3 separate regions of the Sus scrofa genome follow, and regions 1 and 2 are each linked to region 3. Evidence: chromatin contacts called from public Hi-C and HiChIP or PLAC-seq data. All regions are on one chromosome and are shown on one strand. Each heading gives the region's core, a stretch centred on a gene start, on an enhancer-like site or on the middle of the called end of the contact. The rest is flanking DNA. Distances are from core to core; before and after follow the strand shown.

Region 1 (2,700 bases), core at 170-2,669, 250 kb before region 3:
TATGTTTTCTGAAATGTTTCTCTTTTCTGCTCCTTTTGTCTTTTTGTTTTGGTGTCTGTGCTTCATGTTAGAGATTTTCTCCTGCTCATTCTGATTCAGAAGGGAGACTTGACAAAGCTGATCTGACCAGAGGCTGAGAGAGAGAGAGAGAGAGAGAGAGAGAGAGAGAGAGAGAGAGAGAGAGTGTGTGTGTGTGTGTGTGTGTGTGTGGCTTGTCCACAGCGAGGTCGTCATGGAGTGATGAGATGAGCTGGCGTTCATTGCAGGACCCCCAAATGTGAGCATCTCTAATTATCTTCTCTTAGCCCGGTCAGTTTCCCAGCAGGGCCTCCCACCCCCTGGGGTGGGCTCGCCGGCTGGCTGCCCGCATCCTGGCTCTGAGCTGGGCGGCGGGCTGGGTCTCTGTTTAGTATGCAGACTTCAGCCCACGCTGTCCTCCAGCGGGTCTCACTCGTGTGTCACGCACGTCTCTTCCTTTCAGTGCCCAGATCGACTTCATTCTTCTTAGCGGCTCCAGAGCCGTCCGTCCGTGGCTCACACCATCATTCATGTGCAAATGGGATCGTGTCTTCTTTCCCTCGACAGCGCCAGAATTATTACGTTTTTAAACGTTTGCTAATCTAGTGGCATCTTGTTTGAGAACCAAATGAGTTCATTTATGTGCAGTTCTTTGAGCACTGAGCCTGGCACCTCATTAATGCTGAATAAGTGTTTGGGGTCTCGGTTCTTGTCCATTAATCTCCAGTAGTCTTGGTGTTTTTTGTTTTTTTGTTTTTTTTTCTTATCCCAGCAATTTACATACTAACAGTATTGACCTGTCAAACTCCCCCACCCTGGGTGTTGTTCGCTTCTGAGTTTTGCTATTTCATTCTTTTACTTTTTGCAGAGGAAACCTAACATTTTGTGTGTGTGTGTGTGTGTGTGTGTGGTCAAGTCTATGGGCCTTGTCCTCCCCACCCTGGGATCTGATAGTCGCCTATACATGACCTTCCTCTAGCAGTGATTAGCTGGAGCCAGTTTCAATTCTCGTCACCTCTCCCCGGCGTTGGGCGTTGCGTGGGTCCGGGCAGGCCGCGCGGGCCGTGATGGATGGGCGCCGGGTGCCAGGGATCAACGGGCAGATGAAGGAGCAGCCACGCTGTGTAGCACTGGCCTGCGCTGACGCTGGCCACTAATGACTTCAGACGGCCTTCTTCTCACCCGGCTTATTCCGCGGGGCATGGATATACCAGGGCCACCCAAACCATTCCTCAAAAAAGAAATGCTTGTGGCTGAAAAGGAAATACGCACACACCATGGAAAAACCAGAAAGGCATAAAGAAAAAAATTGTCTGTCATTTCTCCATCCAGAGGCAAGGACGGTAGACTTTTTGGTATATTTCCATCCACTCTTAAAAAAAAAAAAAAAGCGACATAGTTGAGTTCCAACTGTCCATGTCATTCCAAATCCTTCTCCCTGCCTGCTCCAGCAGCCGTTTCTAACGCCGTAATCCACTGCAGTGGTTTTCTGCTGCGGTAATTTACTGCGGTGGTTTTCAGTGTGTCTGCAAACCCCTAGGGGTCCTTGAGAGCCTCTCAGGGGGCCTGTGGGGGTGAAAATTATTTTCATAATAGCACCTAGGAGTTACTTGCCTTTTCACTCTCGTTCTCTCATGAGTGTACGTGGAGTTTTCCAGAGGCTATGAGACATGTGCTGTTAGAATTGATTAAATACAGAAGCAGCTCTGAGAATGCAGCTGTCTTGTATTAAGCTGGCCGTTAAAGAGATGGCAAAAAAGTCAACAGTGCTTTCTCTTTTTTTTCCGCCTTGGAAAATATATTTTTCACAGGAAATATGTTCTTTGTGTTACCCTGTAACGGGTTTCTTTTTGTTACTTCTACATAATGAGTAATTATTGTAAGTGTCCTCGGCTTTAATTTTTAATATGCTGGATGTGGATAGATAGGACCCGCATAGGTGGCAGCTCTTCGAGCCCTTGCTCACCTTAGAGAGGGGAAGGGGGGCCGGAGGGTTTGAGAACCACGGTTTCATTCACGCTCGTGAGTCCATTTGGGGCACGTATGTGTTGTTGAAAACAGTGTCACGTCCCAGCACTGGTGCGTGAGCACAGGTCGGCCCCAGCTGTGACTCCCTCTCCTGGGCCGGATTTCCAACCTGCGCCACCGAAACACAATCCTAGAGGGTCCAAGCCTCCCTCAGTCCCGCTGCCCCTTCTCCCTGCACCCCCTCCCCATCGCGCCCTTTGCGAAGATGATTTAACAGCATTACAAAATGATGGGAAGAAATCTCCCAATTCTAACATACACTAAAATCATGATTATCCTTTTAACACCCTCTCAATCAGTTTCTGGCCCACACGGGCTTGTGTTTTTCACAGGGTGTGAGTATAATTTTGCAGCCTGCTTTTCCCACTTAGCATTCTTTCCCAGCTGCTCCGGCTGCAGTGCCACCGGCCGCCTCTGTGTCTTTGGAGGGCGTCCATTTCCACTGGTTCTGTGATGCTCTATCGAGTTGATTAACTGTAATTTACTTAGCTGTCCTTGGACACTTAGGTGGTTGCTAATTTTTGCTATTACAGATAATGCTGAAGTGGTTATCTTCATGCATGGAACCTTTTCTGTTGGATTATTTCTTTCGGATTGATTCCCAGAAGTGGGACTGCTGGGTCAAAGGGTTGTACATTTTCATGGGTCCAGATA
Region 2 (2,700 bases), core at 120-2,619, 220 kb after region 3:
GGAGAGCTCTGTGTCCCAGGCAAGTCCCCAAGAATGTCTGTGCCTCAGTTTCCTGATATCCCCCCCCAAGGGGGGGTATGGAGGGGCTGGGTGGGACCAGGACCGTGACATCCCCCTGGGCGGCAGCTGGCACTCAGTACCCAGCAAAAGCAGCCGCCTCTTCCATCTCATCCGGCCCCCGAGTGCTCAGCCCTCCCTGTGGGAACAGAGGCAGAAAGACCCACAGGGGGAAACAACACGGCTGAGCAGGAAAGGGACAGGCTGGCTGGGGGCTGGGGGCAGTCGCAGCTCTGCTCCCTTTGCCCCCGTGCCAGCACCTCCCCCCCCCATTTTCGCGCCGTCGCGGGGTGGGGGGCGGGGGAGGCGCGGGGCAGGCAAGGGGCTGCCCCCGCTGGTTTTCCTGGGGTTCTCCTAACAACTTTGGCAGTGGTTTATTTATTTATTTTTAGAAGTCTGTGTGACATGTCAGGCTGCTCTTCAGGCAGATTTTTTAGGCTCGTATTTTATAGACTTTGGCAAGGGCGGGCTCGGAAGGAACAGTGGTTCCAGTCTCCAGAGGTTAATCATTCCTGGAAAAACTTCTGGCTAAACCCATTTTCTTCTCCTAAATTTCACAGAAACTGCTCCCTGGGCCGGACCCAGCCTAAATGAGGTTTTGTGCACGGTGCAACCTTACCTGGGGGAGCGTGACTTGCCTTTCACACAAAAGTGCACTTCCGAGGGCCACCAGGCACAAAGGCTCTTCCTTCCTAAAGTTTCTGTTTATTGACCCCGAAGAGGGGGCGGGGGCAGACACACTTCTCGGGGCGGCGGCGGCGGCGGGGGAGCCGGGCTCCGTTTGGGTCTGGGGTGACAGGTTGGTGGCAGCCCCCTTCTCCAGCCTGCCTGCCCTCTGCGGGGAGGGGGGGGGGCGGGGGCGGGGGCTGCTCTGTGGCCTCTGCCCAGTTAGAGATCTGGGGAGATGACTTTGCAAATCCATATGAAAGCTCTCTCTCGAACCTCTCCCGCGAGCCCGGACCGGAAGCCCTTATTTGAAAATTTCGAAGTGCGTGATGTCTTGTGCGCATCCCCGTCCGCCCCGCCCGCCCGCCTGCCCGCAGTGTCGCGCCGCAGAGGCCGTGACGCACTTGTAAATACTTTACCAAACATTTTCAAACCGGCAGTTTCAAAGCAGTCTTTTAATTGATTAAAACACCAGCAACGACGGAACATACCAACACACTCTCCCGCGGCTCCGAGAGAGCAAACGGTTTCTCCCAGGGCTGCTGGCAGCTCTCGAACCCGGGGGTCCGGGCCCGTCTGTCTGTCTGTCTGCGGGGAGCCCGCGCGCGCTCTCCACCTGCGACACCATGCTGCCCCCCCACGGCGGGCTGGAGCAGCTGTCGGGACCCCGAGGCTGACAGACAGCGCCGGACAGATGGGGCTGCCAGGGCCGGGCCAGTCAGGCAGCAGTGACAAGGGGCTGTGACCCTCGGTCCCCGGGTCCCTTCGCTTTCTCTGCTCCCGGGAGGGTGGAGGTGCAGCCCTTCCCCCCAGGCAAGGCCAGGCAGTGCCAGGCAGCCTGGTCATTTTAGACAAGGACTCCAGGCTGGCCCCTCAGCTAGCCTGTCGCTGTCTCTCTTTCTCTTACACACACACACACACACAGGCACACGCACGTGTACACACACACACACACGCTCTATGCTTGTGCTGGGAACAAAGACAAGCAAACTCCTTTAGAAATTGCAGACCAGACCCTCGTCTAGTGGGTCCCATGATAAAGGCCCTGTCCACCCAGAGTTGCTGGGAACCAAGCCCCCATGAATGGGCCCGGAGGGCCAGCGCCCTGCTCTGGCATGGACCACATTCATCAACCCCCAGGCCCCTCGGCCCCGTCACTGGGCAAGGGGGCTTTCGGGAGTCCCCAGGGCATCCGAGTCACTGTCCATTGGCCGGACAAATCGTGGCTGCGGCCCAGCCTCCAGAAAAGGGCCTTGCTTTTCCCATGAGCCGGCCAGCCCCTCAACTCACCAGGCGCCCCCCTCTTTCTGTTCCCCCCTCCCTCCGCCTGAGGAGGCTGCCCCCACCCTCTGCACCAGCCTGTTGCCCCAGAGAGGACCCAGGCCAGAATCCCTGGGCCTGGGAGCCGGGGCGGGCACTTGGCCACTCCAGGTGGCCGGGCCCTTGAGATGGGGAGTTGGCTGCAGGACAGCCCCCCACCTCCCCCCGCTGGCCCCGCACTCACCCCCATTCTCTGCTCCTCTCCCTCACTGCCTCATTGTGACAGAAGTGCTCCACCGGCCATCTCCGTGCCTTTGCCTTGGGCTCAGGGCAAGGTACGGGGGGGAAGTCCGCGCATCCTTGCTCTGACCCCAGCCTGCCTCCTCCGCGGCCAGCCCCGCTCGGGACTTAGCGGCTGTAGGAGCTTCTCCGAGGCCTAGACGTGCGGGCTGCCAGCCCGGGCAGGGAGCCGCACTGCAGCCTCCCGGCCAAGAACCGGCCTGCCTCTCTCTGCTCAGATGCCTCCTGTAACAGGGAGCTCCCTTTCTCCCTGAGCAGCCCGCTCTGGGCTCGCACACCGAGTGCTTTGCCGAGCCCTCCCTGCTTGCTGCATCTGCCTCCGCGGCTCCGACGCAGCCCCCTCGCCCCCTCTGTCCTCGGCTCCTTGCAGGCAGCGAGTTCCTTCTCAGTCCTCTCCTTGCCGTGCTGAATAATAGC
Region 3 (2,700 bases), core at 53-2,552:
CAGGGCCTGTGCCTCTTGTCTGCAGATGGGTAGGGAGCCCAGCCTGCCTCTGCCGTCCTGTGGGCAGGCTTGTGGAATACACACAGAAGATCACCCGCGAAGCACTCGGTTCTCTGCTTTCCTGCAGTTTTGCTGTCCATGTCGGGCCAGGCTCCATGGACACTGCCTGGGTTCAGGACCCAGATCCCTGCACTTCCATTTTCTGGTGGTGTGACTCCAGAAAAGCCGCTTTACTTCTTGGAACCTCAGTGTCCACATCTGAAAAATGGGTTTAATAACCCCTACTTCGCAGAACTGTAGTGGGAATGAAAGGACATGCGGTGCGTGTGAAGGGCTGGCGCACAGTAGGTGTGGAGTAAGAAGCAGCTCCCTGTTTCTCTTCTTCGAACTCCCCCCCCCCGTCCCCGACCCTCCGTCCCACTCAGGACACAGGCAAAATCTGTCCCCACTTGAAACACTCTCAGGAGGCGCAGAGCTCCCCATTGTGCCTGCCCGGAGATTTCTCGGCCCAGTCCAAGACTGAGTGAGCCCACCTGCTTGCCTGCTCCTAGCCACGCCCCTCTGATGGCCCCTCCTTCAAGGCCAAGGATGGCCTCAGCCTTCAGTAGTCTAGTCCGCTAGCCCTAGCATCTTGGGCCCGCCTGACCACCGGGCTGTTGCTGACTCCAAGGGGGCCCCCCCACACCTATCAGACGGTTGAGACCCTCTGCCAGCCCCCTGTTTTAATCACTCCCTCCCTGCCACCATAGACAGGACGTCCTCTCCCCAGCCTCTCAGGAGGACGCCAGCTCTCCTCCAGCTGAGCAGTGCAGCCGTCTCCCGTGGCCTACGCGAGTTAACACCTCTCCCAAGACACCCCGGGTTCTCTTCGGGGGAGGAATTTACATCCAGCAACATCTGGCAGAGAACGAACGGTAAATGGCGAACGCGCCAGCAAGGCAGCGACTCCAATTAGGAAAGAACCCGCTTTCTCTGAGGATGATGCGGAAAGTAATTCTCTGGCCAACAGAGTTTAATCAAAATGTTTTATGCAAGACGTATCCCTGACCCTGACCAATCTTCCCCCTCTTGCTGGAAATTAAACAAATATATTGTCAGCTCGGATTCCAATGAGCGCATGAACAGATGCAGGGCCGGTGGAGGCAGGAGGTTATGGGTTTCAACAAAGCGAGATGGGCAAAGATCAGGCCTGAGGCTTTGGTATTGTTCTCTGGGCTTTTAGCAGCCCCTGCTTCCCGGCCTGCGGAAGCCTTTCTGTCTTTCCTGTGGCCTCTCCTGTCCCCTCTCCCCGCCCCGGAGCAGGGCCCTCTCCCTCCTCTCGGCCCTGTTGTCTCCACCGTATCCTGAATTCACTTCTGTTCTGACTCGTGCCACCCTGTCCTGCGAGCATTTGCTTCAGCATCTGTCTTCCCTGGCAGGCTGTGTCCGATTTGTCATTGCACCCCTGGCACGGAGGACAATGCCTGGCACACAGAGGACCTTGAACAACTGTTCGTGGGAGGAAGGAGGGGGCAGGGAGGGCTGGTGGGTGAGGGACAGGGACCTTCCTTCAAGGGGGTAACACGGTCTACCTATGCCCAGTGTCCGTCTGGGGAGCAGAGTGGCAACTCTGCCAGGTTTCACCTCTGCAAGGCTCAGTTTACCGATCAGGAAAGTGGGCATAATGTCATGTGGTAGCTGCTGTGGTTCAGTGGGCATGAAATGAGCTGTGGGAATTACTGCATCCTGAGAGCGCCGCCCCAAACAAATAAGTCCAGTCCCCTGCTGCAGCTCTGGACCTTCTGGTTCAGGAGAGGCAGGAGGGGTCCTGCCTTCATCTTTGGGACAAAGACCCCAGGTGATTCTGATGCTCAGGAGGACTGGGGGCCATAGGTGTGGCCCATCAATTTTGTAAGTGACTAGTATCAGCGCTTTAGTGACACGAGTGCTCAGTTGTGTCAAGACGGGCAAAACCAGTGGGGGGAAGAATGAGTGTGTTAAAACCAGTCTGGCCGAGGCCCCCACTTTCTTCTCTCCCAGCCCGTCTTCCCACCTTCTCCCGAGGACCAGGGATTCCCACTGCGCAAGGAGGACCTGAGGCTTGGGAGCGATAGGCGGTGTCCAAGGAGACATGGACCCCTGCCCAGGGACCAGAATGCTGCCCACCCTGTTTGGCCATCGACACACCTGGGTCTTCCTCCTTCAGGCTGGTCCTATTATCTCAACAGCCCTGGTGTGGGGGCGGGGTCAAGGGCAGCAGCCATCTGGGCGGGCCTTGCCGAGTGATGGATGCTGGGGTCAGACAGGCTGGCGTCCTTCTTACGATATTGATGGAGAAGAAGAGCTCAAGGTCAGAACGGCCCCCATCAACGTTCTGGCCGTGGGTATAGGAGCCTGAACTCCTCCTTGGGCCGAACCTTTTCAGGAGACTCAGTGGAACCGGGGGAGTGAGCCGATGTGCTGACCGCTAAGAGTCTACCCTGGGTCCGGGTCTCGGGGGGAATGATGGGGAGTGGGGCTGGTGGGAGGTGCCGAGGTTACGCTCCCCGCTCCCAAGCCCACTCCCCAGCCTGCACGGAGGGGGCCGCCATCAGAGATCCGAATAGCTGGTCAGGGACGAGGCTGGGGTCTGAGGCGCTCCGTTTCACAGAGGAGCAACACGTGCTTGGGAGCCAAGGACATGGTCAAGCCTGAGAGACATCGGAGAAGGGCATGTGCCTG

The links. Hi-C and Micro-C count contacts between places; a contact is called where the count stands out from the background. HiChIP or PLAC-seq counts read pairs in DNA pulled down with a chosen protein or histone mark.
Region 1: an H3K27ac HiChIP or PLAC-seq map of skeletal muscle shows a contact between it and region 3, with 8 times the contacts expected there. The contact joins two enhancer-like sites. A contact is called at or near these places in 12 of 47 Hi-C or Micro-C datasets (embryonic fibroblasts, epiblast stem cells, fetal heart ventricle and 6 more) and 1 of 2 datasets of contacts at active chromatin or transcription factors (skeletal muscle).
Region 2: a Hi-C map of skeletal muscle shows a contact between it and region 3, with 2.8 times the contacts expected there. The contact joins two enhancer-like sites. A contact is called at or near these places in 2 of 47 Hi-C or Micro-C datasets (embryonic fibroblasts and skeletal muscle) and 1 of 2 datasets of contacts at active chromatin or transcription factors (skeletal muscle).

The regions. Positions count from the first base shown.
Region 1 is chr7:121,254,047-121,256,746 of Sscrofa11.1, forward strand. All of the region lies in intron 2 of WDR25 (WD repeat-containing protein 25), which reads left to right. Among named protein-coding and RNA genes, the nearest start is that of MIR9830, 14 kb to the right of the region's middle. Within about 2 kb of position 1,420, at least 7 of the 83 cell types and tissues checked have an H3K27ac peak or open chromatin away from gene starts, as enhancers often do. A contact at or near this core is called in fetal skeletal muscle and skeletal muscle, where this site is marked.
Region 2 is chr7:121,725,807-121,728,506 of Sscrofa11.1, forward strand. All of the region lies in intron 6 of LOC106504559 (a long non-coding RNA gene), which reads left to right. Among named protein-coding and RNA genes, the nearest start is that of RTL1, 16 kb to the left of the region's middle. Within about 2 kb of position 1,370, at least 12 of the 83 cell types and tissues checked have an H3K27ac peak or open chromatin away from gene starts, as enhancers often do. A contact at or near this core is called in skeletal muscle, where this site is marked.
Region 3 is chr7:121,505,874-121,508,573 of Sscrofa11.1, forward strand. No RefSeq gene overlaps it. Among named protein-coding and RNA genes, the nearest start is that of DLK1, 59 kb to the right of the region's middle. Within about 2 kb of position 1,303, at least 4 of the 83 cell types and tissues checked have an H3K27ac peak or open chromatin away from gene starts, as enhancers often do. A contact at or near this core is called in fetal skeletal muscle and skeletal muscle, where this site is marked.